Regions from separate parts of the Anser cygnoides genome. Here region 1 is linked to region 2. A link is a contact called in public Hi-C data. All regions are on one chromosome and are shown on one strand. The core of a region is the stretch at or near the end of the contact, and the rest is flanking DNA. Distances in the headings are between cores, read along the strand shown. Region 1 overlaps ZMIZ1 (zinc finger MIZ-type containing 1). Region 2 overlaps ZMIZ1 (zinc finger MIZ-type containing 1).

What was found. A called contact is a pair of places that touch in the nucleus more often than the background predicts.
Region 1: a contact with region 2 is called in a Hi-C map of liver, with 2.3 times the contacts expected there. The contact joins two enhancer-like sites. A contact is called at or near these places in 4 of 7 Hi-C or Micro-C datasets (granulosa cells and liver).

The regions. Positions count from the first base shown.
Region 1 is chr7:34,241,951-34,249,132 of Taihu_goose_T2T_genome, forward strand. The region is part of intron 1 of ZMIZ1 (zinc finger MIZ-type containing 1); the gene reads right to left. Among named protein-coding and RNA genes, the nearest start is that of ZMIZ1, 20 kb to the right of the region's middle. Within about 2 kb of position 3,906, at least 3 of the 3 cell types and tissues checked have open chromatin away from gene starts, as enhancers often do. A contact at or near this core is called in liver, where this site is marked.
Region 2 is chr7:34,191,105-34,197,461 of Taihu_goose_T2T_genome, forward strand. The region is part of intron 2 of ZMIZ1 (zinc finger MIZ-type containing 1); the gene reads right to left. Among named protein-coding and RNA genes, the nearest start is that of ZMIZ1, 71 kb to the right of the region's middle. Within about 2 kb of position 4,182, at least 1 of the 3 cell types and tissues checked has open chromatin away from gene starts, as enhancers often do. A contact at or near this core is called in liver, where this site is marked.

The sequences.
Region 1 (7,182 bases), core at 2,656-5,155, 51 kb after region 2:
GTACGGTGATTTGTTCAGAATATAAGTACCAATCAGGAAAGGAAAAAGCAAGACCTCTGCAAAAAATAAAAATGAATCCATGCCCTTAGTTTTCAGAAAAGCCCTACAAATAAACAAACTCTAAAGACTTCAAAGCATTGGGAGTTTTTTGGATGGCTCACTTCATATTTGTGGAAAATGACAGATTTTCAGAAATAGCATGCATTGCACTTTATGGGATAGAGACCTGTTTTAGGCATTTTCAAGACTCAGCCACTGTATAGAAAAAAGTATTTTTGAAGAATTCTCCTTTTTTTCCCAATCAAAACAAAATTTTGATATACAAATAAAAGCGAGACATGAAGATATTCACAAATAGAGTTTGAGTAAATTTAATTTTTTGCTGAGAATTAGAATTATTTCGACTTTCAAAACTTTCAAAGTGATATTTTTAAAATTATTTTATAAATCAAGGCTGGCAGTACTGAACGTCTGCATAGAAAGTTACCAGCTGTACTCCTATTTGAGCGTGATTTTCTTCACCAAGCTCTTTACGCCATGCTGTACCTCAAACAGCAAGAGTCTGCTCACTGTGTAGGGACAAGGCGCAGAGCCAGGTCACCTGCACGCATGCGTACTTGCTAACTTCAGGCGTTATCAGTGCACCAGAACACTTCACTGAGATTGCTTAAAGTGTCCCTGGTTACATACATAGAAATAGTGGCCAGCTTAAGGTTCTCACTTGCTTTTATTCATTTTACTGGGGCAAGTTTCCTCTGGAAGCTGATGAAGACAGCTGTTTTATACATTTCCATTGCACAGGTCTGTGTCCCCTCCTTCATATGACGCCTAACAAGTGAGAAGCCCCTCCACTAACACGCACTGAGCAATCAAGGGGGATGTGTAGGCCTCCAGGACCGTGAGGCACCCCGCAGATGACACACATACACCTACAACCAGAGCGATGTACTCTGCAATTACCCAAGCAACGGGGCCACTCGTGAGCTGGCCTGAGAGCCAAAACCCCACGCTGAGCTACAAAATAACACTAAGAGCAGGGAGCATAAAATACGGCACGCCATGTTCCTTCGGGAACTTAAGGAATAATAATTTAAAGTCACCACTGGCAGCTAGTCAAGACACGCAGTTTAACAGCCAGGGTTATCTGTATCGCTGCGGTGCCCAGGAGCCCCGGTCCCTGCACGTTGCAGGAACGGGACCACTCCTGCATGGTCCTGCAGCCGTGTCCCAGCCATGAGGCAGGAGCAGGTGGCCAGGGGCTGCTGCCACCGGGCCTCTGCCCTGGGAAGAGCGGGTCCCAGTGCGAATGCTTCAGCTCTGCACAGGGGAGCCTGGCTCAGACCTCACCGTGCGCTTTCTGACAATATACTGTGGTTTTATCCGCCACGGACGGGTGTGCTGGAGGCATCCCAGAGGCATACCAAACCTAGGGGAGGATGGGTGTCGAGGTTAGTGCTACCTCCTGCCAGCTCTACAGTGCGCAGTTCCCATGACCTGCTCTGACAGAAAAGGAAGCCATCCATTTCAGTAGAAGAGCAGTTCATACAGACAAAAGAGGGGGAGGGGATCCCATGTTGCATAAGATCCACATTAGGGCTTCCACAGTCCGTGGCACCTGGAGGCACCCTCTGCAGACCTTTCTGCTCCTCTCCAGAGCAGGCTGCCCTGGCCCTGCCGCACTCGCCAGGTGCCCATGAGCCAAAGACACAGCCGAGGCCGAGCGTTTCCAGGATTACCTCGCTTCGCTGGAGACAGCGGAGATGTCCAGCCTCCCAAGTCACCAGCTCGACCTAGGAGCTGGCCGGTGCCTGGCACAGGCAGTATCAGAAGAGCTAAGTTCTCTTCACTGACTTGGTTCTTGGTTTTGGGACCGCCGGCCAGTTCCCAGGGCTGTACTACCAGAGGCCAAGTGGTGGCCAAAGCAGAGAAGGTCACAGGTAATTTGTGTCCCCATTTAGTGAGAGCCTACCTGCCCCCAGCAACAGATGCTCTAGCACTAACAAGAATGTAAGTTTATGCAAATCACAATATCACTTGACCCAATCTATTTTTGAGTATTTTTTATTTTATTATTTTTATTGTTATATATTTTTTTTATTTATTATTTTCAGCTAATTGTGAGGCTGGGGATCCATTTGACTTCCCAAGGCAGGAACAGCAGTTCAAGTGCTCCTCCCCAGCCCCACGCAGCTTTGCCACCTGTGCCATGCTCACACCATGACCTGCACGTCCACATGGGGAAAAAGAGCAGGGAACCAAGAGGTGGGGGCAAGGAAGGAGAACCTGCACAGAAACGCAAGAAGGTTTTTGTTTTCTCCATCAGCTCAGCAGTCTGATTCATCGCACACCTGTACAAACACTAATGCTAACGCAGCGTATGGATGGGAGTAACGTGCAGCAGGGAACCAGAGGCTGAAGCAGTCCCAACAAGGCCAAGCCACAGCCTGACGATGGAAGCACTGATCACCCGTCCTTCTCACAGAGTACAATGCTTGTACTGGGCATCACGGTACAGCTCCCACAATATTAACAATATTGCTTACTCCTGGCCAGGAGAAACAACTGAGGAAAACAGTTCTGCATGCTGCCCCATGCTCAAGCCACTGCACATCTGGTAGCGATGGCCCCTTGCTCACTTGTCACCCTCCCTTCCTGGTGCCCAGTGACCCTGTGCTGATGGCATGGCCAGCACCATCTCCAAGACACACTGCTTCTCGCCATCTTCCAGAGGACACAACAAATGACACAGATGGGACCCGGCTGGGCACTCACACACCTCCCCTCTGTGGCTCCTGTCAGCATGGGGACTCGGCAAGGGCAGGATGTGGCCATGCTGGGGACAACCTGGCCAAAGTCCTGTGCTGCTAGGAACAGAGCTCCATCAGGTACATGTCCTCCCGCTTGTTTTCTAAAAATCACCGTGCCACCAGCCAGATGAATGGCACCCTTCAGCAATTTCAGCATTAAATCAAGGGAGGATGGAAGTTCAGCAAAACTTCAACAAAAATGCACAAAGACTTGCGTTTGAACGCACTATGTATGTTACCTAAATGCCACAGGAACATAGAAAAATAACTTCTCTGGGACGGCTGTTAACTTTTGAAGATTTTTCTGTAGAAGAAAAACATGCATTTGTTCCTGGAAAAACAATTTGTTTTGGTGTGTGTAAATGCTTTTTGTTGTTTGGGGGAACTGGAAGGTGACTTCAGACCACGGGGGAAGCCTGGACAGCTGAGCTGGGGGGGTTTTGGCCCCCCACCAACCTGCCTCCTGCGTTCCCAGCGTGGCCCTTGGTCAGCGCAGGGGCTGGGCGCAGTGCAGCCAGCCGTGTCAACAGCAGCTACCTCAGCTGATAATTAACCTTAATTGGGGCGGGGGGAGGGCGATGCAAAGGCTAAAAACACTCCCCCAAAAAACAAAGCCCTTTACCCAGTCAGTGACCTGATCCTACTGACCGTGAGTCACACAACCAGTGACCTTAACGGGAGCAAACATCGGGGCAGGAAAGCCTTTCAAAACAAGACCAGCTAATCATGGAAACAGCCTGGCGCTGGCTGTTCTGGGGCCGTACGTACATACATGTGTGTGTGCTGTAAGTGGGACCTGCAGCTTTACGTAGACCCATGATTACCATATATGTAAATAATAATGTAAATACTGTTGTTTAAAGGACCATCTCCTGGGAACGCTTTATTTGTATGCTTTAAGTACACTGCTTAAAGCCTCGGAGGAGGACAGCTGCTGTCCAACCATAAGCGCAGCGCGTTAAAACCACAATCTCCACCCCGAGCACCTGCGGACACAAGCACAGCCCCACCAGGCACACCTCATGCCAGCACACCTGCAGCAGCAGCAGCGCCCACAAAGGCTCCCGCTGTGCACAAGATGCTGCATTTCGAGTGTGTGCGCAGCTCCTAGGGCGGTGACCCCGAGGGCACCCAACACCGCGCCGCCCTAGCTGCTCTGCCTGCATCCTGGTTGCGAGCAGCAGCAGCCCGCGTGCATTACCCACTTCTCACGCCAAGCCAAGTGACAGCGTACGCATCCAGAAGGCAGTCTTCTGAGACCCCGCGCTCACACGGCCATGAACGTGCGCCAACCGCAACGCCCTTCTGGAGGCTCGGCGCTCGCGGCTGGAACTTGTGACCGCCAAACCCTCCCAAGGCTTGAATTTACCAAGAATAATGCCCAGTAACCAAAAAAATAGAAATTAAGGTTGAATATTAACATAAAAGACTTCAGAATTTGAAAGCGTTCTGCCACGTGATGCTTTCAGCTATAATTAAAATATGGCACATGTGTTTGACACTTATTTTTTAGTGTTCAAAAACATTTCAGTTGCTAGCCCTTTGCCATCTGTTTCCTATCGTTATTCCATTAAAATACTTTTCATTTCTCTAACAGTGCAAGAGTAAGATTTTTTTCCGGGTGACTAGATCGTTATCTCCTTTACTTGAACTGTACTATTCCAGATTTTTACTTTTTTATTTTGTTTAGGAGCATACAGGCTCCTCCCAACTGCCCCAAAGCACGGGCTAACAAAGCAAGCTAGCTTAAAACCAGCCAAACACATCCCCTTATCTCCACCTTCCAAAAAACACTTCTTCAAAGTCTCCGAGGAAACTAAATAAAACAGCTCATCAGCTGCAAAAAGCATTAGGATATTCCTCCTAGAAAGGAACAGCTCGCACTGGCACACGCCCGGGACGAAAACAAAGGCTCGGCACACAGTACGGAGATGACACCAGGCGAAACACTCCCCGTTCCCAGGCAAAAACACTCGAGCTCGACCGACTGCACCAGCGCGAGCGGCCGTGCAGCGGGGAAGTCGCCCACGTACGAGGAAGAGGTGGTTTCTGAGCAGTTATCAGGAGCGAGCGCAGTAATTCTTACCTGGAAAGTGCTGTTTGCAGCTGCTCGCCGATTTGTCAGCGCTCTCGCTGCTCTCGCCTCATGATTTATGATGCTCTACCCAGCACTGAGCCTTCTATTACTGTCCTCATTTATTGCCTGCAGCTGTCATTCTTACCAACAATTCTACTGCTGTTTGTAGGTGAGATATCAGAGGTATTTAGCGTGCACCTAGAGATGCAATTTTAATCAAACCTCCTCACAGGCAGTATTTAAGTGTTAGCACAACCGCACAGAGTGCAGCAATTCAGGGGGACTTGACCAACCAAAATTACGACAGGCAGAACTGTTTATTCATAAATGCCTCAAAAGGATGGATGTCCAACAGTCCTGGGGACATCCGCTGATTTGTGAGTGAAGATAGAAGTAGTACCCATAGATCACAAAGCCTTCTGACAGGTATTTAAATGCACAACAAGTATATTAATACAAATTCAGCAACTTCACTTTTTATTGCCAAAATGCCAAGGAGGTAAATCCAACTACACCTTTCTCACCCTGTATTTTTTCCCAGCCAGCAATTTTCCCCCTTAGAGCAGCCAGTTTTTTCAGCATCTCCAAAAAGCCTGCTGCATCTGCCTGTTTTGGACTAACAGCAGTGGAAGGGGGAACAGGTTTTAAACCCAACAATTGCCCTTCAAGCTCTCAGTGCGGTTTCTGGACGTGAACAATTTGAGAACCAGAAATTTTAACCCACACAGTCCGTGCTTCATTTGGGGGAAAGCCACGAGACGTTGGACAGGTTGACAAACAGGGGCACAGCATTGCCAGCAGCCTGCTTTGGGGAGGGCGTCCCCCAGGCTGCAGCACAATGGGGCTCCCTCGCCAAACTGCAGCCACCACCACAGAGCACGGAACAGAAACAAGTACAGAGTCCCGGAGCTACGTCTAGTACTATTTTCACATACACACTGAAGACCCAACTCCTTAATGCAACTGATAGTAACAGCATCTCTGTTTATTCAGGGAGTTTCTAGCGCTTGTGACTGTGGGTAAAACTTGAAAGTATGAACCCTCAACAAGCCCCAAAAGCCAGCTCTTACAAAGACGACCTTAGCACTGTTTTAAACGATCCTATGGGCCTGGCTTCTGGTGCCTGATTATTTTAAGGTCGGCAATCTTAAATTAGACCGATCAGTACTCTAAGCACTAAACCCACATTTCTGTAAGTTCTTTTCTTCAACACCATCCAGGGTACACAGCATGAAAATGACAAGTCAAAACCAACAATTGTGAATTTACAGTCAGAAGGTAGCCTGAAGGCCATCGTTGTTGTAGTCAAGCTTTATTTATAGCTTAACAGATAGTGTCAAAATAGAAGCTACAAATTAAACACGTAATTCTCTAAAAGGAAAAGTGATGATGCATTACACTCTACTACAGTAAGGTACCGCAGAACCTCCGGTGTCTGTAGGTTAATACTTACAACGTGTGTAGATGTCAGCTGATCCTATTACCCCTCCACGTCCCTGTCCCTCCACCCAAGATGACTGGGTCACATCGAGATCAGTGCACAGAGAGAACAGGCACCAGGTGGGAGCTCCCATTAAACCATTAGCTGGTGTGCAACTGTCTGCTCCCAGGTTAACAAACTAAGCCTGCTTTTAAATAGAGCACTAATTGGAGCACGTTTTAGAGCTCAGGAATATACGACCTTCAAACTCTTCTGAGGACGCATTTCATTTGTTTAAATGCACAATACATCTTTTGTCTTCCCGTAACACTTACTAGGAAAGTAGGTCTTAATTACTCATACATTTTTGGTTGGGGGGGTAAGGGGGAGGGAAACAAGCAAAATCTGGACCTACCTGTGACTTGATTTTGACACATTTATGCACACACATACACTTTTTAATTTCAGCTTTTGCTCCTTTCCTCTCCTTCTCCCTATGTCTAACTGGCATAACCACAAAAGGTGTACATTGGGTGGAAGTAACAAATCTATAAAGAACACGTGCAGTCTGTGCTTTACATAAAGATGTACTTTCTCGTAGGACCTCTACATTAGCTTTTAGCACAGATAAGACGTGTCTAGTTCAACAGTCACCCCCGTCCTCTGTTGCAGAAGGCCCCTCCGAAGACAGAAGGAGGATCCCTGCCCCGGCACCCACCCGACGTGCCCGCAGCACTCTGTCACCTCTGAGAGCCTGAGACAGAGACCTCCTGCTGCTGAGAGCATCCCCAAGACTCCTCCCTCCAGTCACCCCGTAACTGGGGAATTAAACATAAACACACACCAAAAACTTGGAAGCTTCTATTGATCATTATCTC
Region 2 (6,357 bases), core at 2,932-5,431:
TGCAGCAATACGAAATGCTGACAAAAGAGAAGTGAGTTCTCCTCCCTTAGACCACAAGTATATTGCTACATTACTGTGACATGCCCATGTTATTCCCAGGACAATAGTAAAATTTTTCAAAGGGTTGTGCTATGTGAACGTACCAGAGGAGGGTAGTATTTGCTTGGGCATCTCTGTATGGCACTTCATTGTGTTGCTCAGGAATGTCCTAAAACAGCAGATCAACTGTTGAACAATTTCACTAATCTGCATGTCAATGATTTACTCAAATCTGATGACTGATTTGGTCCCAACATACATGGTACCATTTTTAACCTTTACCTCTAGATACCATCCAGTTTAGAAGAATATATTGGGCAGTGAACCTTCTTGAGTTCCCCCCAGCCCCAGAACTTCTAATGGCAAGTTGATCTTTAATATATTGCAGGGCGTCAGGTCTCAAATTTTAATTTTAGGATATTTGATGGCATCAACGAACACACGAACTTCTCCCAGCTGTGGGAATTTTTTATTGCAGATACTTCCACACAAGACTGTCACCTCTCACTGAAAGATTAGGAACAAAGCACAACATTCATGCTTTTGTAGAATTCCCCTTTCCTTCCCATGAAAGGATAGTGCCACTTATTCTCCCGTTTTCTCATTAAAAGCTGTGGGGTTTTTTTTTGAAATCTTGACAATCATGAAAGCAATCACAGTAAGATAAAAACTGGTTAAACTAATTCACCGTGCTATTTTCCTCAAACGGGCAAAAGCCAGGCATGCTGAAATACAGCATTCTCATCACAGCAGCAAATGTTCTTAGCTTTATGCTGTTCTAGCAGCTGCAGCCCATCTATTTGTTTTATTTGGCCTTTTGAACATCTGCATAACTTGCATTCTTCAGATACTAGGTTACTTCTTTCTCTGGATGTGGGGGTGGAGAAAAGAGGAGGGGGGACTGAGCGCTACAGTTTACCTAGTTTTGAAATCCACCATACCTGAGTCAGACACACAGATTAATGTGCTTTAGATATTTTGTCTCCATGGGAAAAGAGAAAAAACAAAGTAAAACATTTTTTAACCATTTACTTGTTATAAGCATGTCATACAAATCTATCAGTAAGAAAAATAGCCCAGCAACCGCGCAACCCGGGCTCCAAAAACATTAATTCAGCCAGCTCTTACAGCTTACTGGAAATTACGCCTAAGAGTGACAATGAGTGAAAACTGGTGACAGAGGAAGCCAGGCAAGATAAAAGTTCGCAAGATAAAAATTTGCTACTGTTATTTGCCGCGGTGTATGAATTAACACTGCACCAAATGTCACTAGCTCCTAGCTACAGTTAGCATGAAAACCAACAAAAACATGCTCTCCCCTGAAAGCCAGCGTAGTACAGTAGTTCACTAAAGGAAGACTCAAATGGATAAACTACAGATCGGATTCTGAGTCCCTGCAAACAACCACAAGCTTCCAGTTCATTCACCTCTGTTTATACCATTTGTCTTACAAGTTCAAGTAATGGTCGTTTACCAACCCTGCTAACGCAGACCAGTGAAAAGACCAGGAGAGAAGCCTGACGCTGGGGCAGCGTCAACCATCTAGGAAAGAATGGCAGGCACGCTGTAGAAACGAAGAAATTGAATTACAATGACAGCTGACATTTTCAAAAATCATTGGAGCAGCCATGATTAAATCATACATCAAATTAAAATGCATATGAAAATGTTGCATTTCCCACTACGATCCAATCATACTCATTTATTCAAAAATAGACTTCTACGGTAGGCTTCAGCTTCTTTCAAGGCTGCAACCTCCTTCCTAGCTAGTCACGAAGATCAGATTACGAACTCCCTGGCCTTTTTACAGATTGCAACACTCACTAAGAACTGAAGACTACTGACCTTGGATTAAGAAATTTAACTGAGACGGGTTAGACTGTCAACCTGAAATGAGTGACGCTTAGTTGCTTCATTAAAACGTCAGTCTGAAGAAATATTCATGTCCACGAAAGTTGATTTTTCTAAGTACAACAGCTGACCTGATAAAAATTAAAACCTTCTACCTACAAATCTTGTCCTGCATATTAAACATAAATCTACTCATTTTTACACAAAGTACTTGTTTAAAAGTTCTAAAGCGAAGAAACATGAAACCAACGTTTTCCCCTAAGGTAAGTGATTTCTTTATAATTTTTCTAGCATCACTTCAATAAACAAACGCAGGCCCCAGAAGACAACTGGATGGAGGCATTATGGCTGCTCCTGTCTCTGGCAAGTAGGTAATGCTTCATCAAATGTCTTTCTTTAATTTTCTACAGTAGGCTTTGTAGGAATATGAGAGAAGTTCTAGATGCTACTGAAAATCATCAATAATTGCAGCATTCTTCTGATTTCATCCATACTTACCACTAGCTTGTTTCTATCTCACAGAAAGAGGGGCTGTGTATGAAATCAGGCATTTCAAAAACTGTTCTTTACACCTACTTCTTCCCTCCAAATAGCATGACTCCATGCATGTCAAAGTTGGATAAAGATGGAAGAATCCTTAACAAAACTTAGTGAACAAAAGGATGTAAAAAGAGACAGAACTGTGATTCCCTGTGTCAAGGACATTTTACTAGACAACTGAGGAAGTAAAATCTGAAAGAGACTGTGGAGAGACCGGTCTTAGGTAACTTTCTTAACATTTCCTGTATTTCTAACTAAAGAAGACTCTGCACTGGAGAAGTTCTTACAGGAATGAAAAAAAAAATATAGCAAAAGACAGAAGACTATCTGAATATAGATGCAATTGTTTTGGACCGTTTAGAGAACAAACCCAAAACTTGCAAGTGGGCTGATGCCTGTACATTTAGCCATTAGCACCAACGCTTTTGCACTGCTCTGCAACGCATTAAAAATAGTTTTGTCAGAAAAAAGTGCAATCAACTGCAACCTAATCTAGTTGTGAGGTCTTCATACAAGAAAGGTATGCAGGGGGTTTTGATTCATTTAGTTTTATTTTCTACCTCCTTCAGCCTGTTAGATTATATGTAAAGTACTGCTGAACTAATTTAAGCAGTCCCTCACCACACCTTCAGGGAGCATATTATCTACACTTCTGTTAAGCACCAATGTGCTACAGCCATTGATGTTATAAATGTTGGTTTATTATCATGGCAGCAAGTCACGCTAGGAACTGCAATAAAATCTATTAACATTTTATTCAAGTTCATGGTCGTATTAGGTCAAGTACTTGTGAATAAACTCTAGAGGATGAAGGACTAGCTTTAAGACTGTTGTTACCAATTGGTTACATTTTAGTAGATTTATTATTCGGCACAAATTGTAGAGCTCTGACTTAGTTTCACCAGGGACAAAAATATCTGTAAGATAACCAAGTCTGAGAAGAGCAAGAGGGAGGAAAAATAAATATGTGTCTACGTAAGTATCCTTAGAGTGATCAACACCATGTTAGATGAGACCAGCACATCGTTCTGATAACAACAATCCTATGCCGCATGTGTGCCTTGAGCTGCTTCATCAGAAACCATAGAAAATACAGACCAACGTTACTTATATAAGCATTTGCAGTCTTCAAACACCACAACCCAACAGGAGGCAGACATTTGTTCCAGATAAAATTCTTGTGAATAACATTTTTCCTCAACAATGTGGTACAAACTGTGTCAGTGTTTCTTGGATACTGAATTTTAAAGACTGTCAGCTCCCCGCAGCATAACCAACCCCTTGTTTTTCTCAATGTGCGCCAGTTGGACGAAAGTATTATTTAATTTAATTATGAAATATAGCTCAGAACAGAATTATTCCAAGCTCTGCAGCAAGATTCCATTTGTAACTCAAAGTAGTGTAAAAACAAGAGTTAATTGCCTGTACAAATATTTCAGGGTAGTGTTTACGTAATCAACAGTACATTAAGTACCAGAGTTGTGCTCTACTGATAGGTGAAAGAACAACTTTGAAAGGCAACTGCGTTGCCAATTAGCTTTCAACAAATATGTACACAAGCTGTGCTTGCAGGCTTGCGCTCAGCTTCCTCATTCTCTGCAGATTGCCCGGTTTTATAATGGTGAACTCCTTTATACTCAAACACCCAGCTAACTTCGCACCGCTCGAACAAGAGAAGGCAGCGGGTTTTATTCAGCCGGAGCTGTAACGCACCCAAATGTCACAGCTTAGGACCGTGATCTTTGACCAAAGCCACGTTCCAGTCGCAAGCGTGGGACACAAACCCCTTCGGCCGGAGCAGGGAAAATAAAACCACGGCTGCAGTTAGCCCCAGGAGGACGGAGCTTGCCTGCAAGACCCTGCAAGGCATACAAATGTCCCACTGGTCCCAGCTCCCGCATGTGCCTCCAGAGAGGCTGAGCCCTGAGCGCGAACACCCACGCGCATGCTCGCAGCAACTGCGCCACGGTTTTGCCTAACAGAGCTGTACACAAATAAAGAACCAAGCCCGGGTTCACAAAGCCACGTGAAGAGATTAACGCTCGTAGTCTTTGGGAATACCTGCATCGTGCTCCTCCCAGAAAATGGACTTGTTTTCCGTCCAGGAAAGCGAACTGCCTGGGGCTGAGGCCTGCACCTCCGCCACGTTGCGCAGGGCCTGGGCAGCACTGGACAGCAGCGTGCGGAGCTCCTCACAGGGTGCTCAGCAGGTGACTGCCAGCAGCCTTATGACTGACTGGGTCTGAAGGAAACATTTTGTAACTAGCTTAACAACAAATGCTAAAACAGCTTTCTGCAGTGCTTCCACGTTTCAGGCCTTTCCACAAGATATTTCTTACGCAGGCTGAGTTACTGTTCTGCTTGCTACGATGGAAACAAGTCTGAAGGTGAAAAGAGAGAAAGTTTATAGAAACAGGAAAGTTAAAACAATTCTGGAATTCTGCTTCATAAATTCCTTTAACTCACATAATGTTATATAAATTGCAATTTTGATAATAAGACAGCTGAAAATAAGTCTAGTCTTGTAAGTTGTGTGGGTGTATGGTTATGCTTATGTAACTTTCGATATCCACATTACTTTACAAGCATATGTTTAAGTCTGCTGCTGTGGATATCTCTGCTCTCCATGTGCATGTTTTGTTTCAGTACTCAGGAAAATCACCACTCTGCCATACTGCATAAAGCTTACGAAACCTTTTTGCTAAGTAGAAGTTATCAGTTTTTGAGCTAGTACCCTCATGGTATTAAGCTGAAGGAAGAGAGAGAAGGAGACTTAAAAGTACAGCTGAAGTCTGTGTGGCCCTGCTGCCACTGATTACGAAAAGTAACTTCTCCAGCATTTTCTGTAAAATGGTTCACATCTGGTCTGTGTTACAACAGAAGGGGTTGCCTGACGATCTGTCACAGCCACCCAAAGATACCAAAGAATAAACAACTGATCCTTTGATGTGCTTGTGGGACAGACAGCTGAAAATCTGTGGGTCTTATTATTTTTTTTTTTTTTTGCTAATGCACTGCACAGCACAAATAAGTCCCCCCTACTTTTTCATTATTCTTTTGTAAATCTGCTCGTCTCAGATACAGTATGTTACCAAGTTGGGATGTCCACATCTTAAAGTGGCTTATATATGCAGCAATGTTAGCCTTCACCGAAGTGGGTATTTGAACTTTTGTTGAGGAGTAAAGGACATGACATGCATTTTCATAAAACATAAAATTTTTACATTTTAAAAGCAAGCTTAAATTCACATTCATCTGCAGAAGTACTGACAAACAACTCAGACCAGCTTGTGTACCTCAGTGTACGCAGCCTGAGCAAACGAACGCCTCCTTGCTGCTGGGTGTGACTGGCCACTGCCTCCAATTACAGAGGATGAGCAATGCCAGCACCGGCACCTCTGAGCTCAAACCCTGCAAAAGCTTTCGACACCTCTCTCATTTGAGAGGAGAGTGAGCTGAATATGGTGACATTTTCTCCAACAAAACCGTATCTATTCATGTGCCTTTATAGGGATCTTTAACAAAGGGCTCTAAAGTCCAAGTTCAACTGTAAGGAAGGAAAGGGATTTGAAATCTAATTTCTGTGCACTTCTCCCCGATCATGAGGCCTCAGTATCAGTAACATACCCAAAGAAAAAAAGATCGCTGCTTCGAATATAAATGAATTGGAACGCACTGCTATAGAATCAAAATAAAAGATTGAAAATACGTATGGTGACTGTACTACATTAATTATTAAAGCTGCTTGAGGAACAGGAGGACCATATGGAGTAAAATAATCCACAGAAATAATAAAAGTCTCATAAGAAGCTATGTTATCTTTAAATAAATTTTTAATAGTTTCAAATTGTATTTATATAAATATACAGCTTCACAGATCGTCTTACAGTATCTTTTGAGTAGTCGGGTGGGTTTTTTTAGTATTAT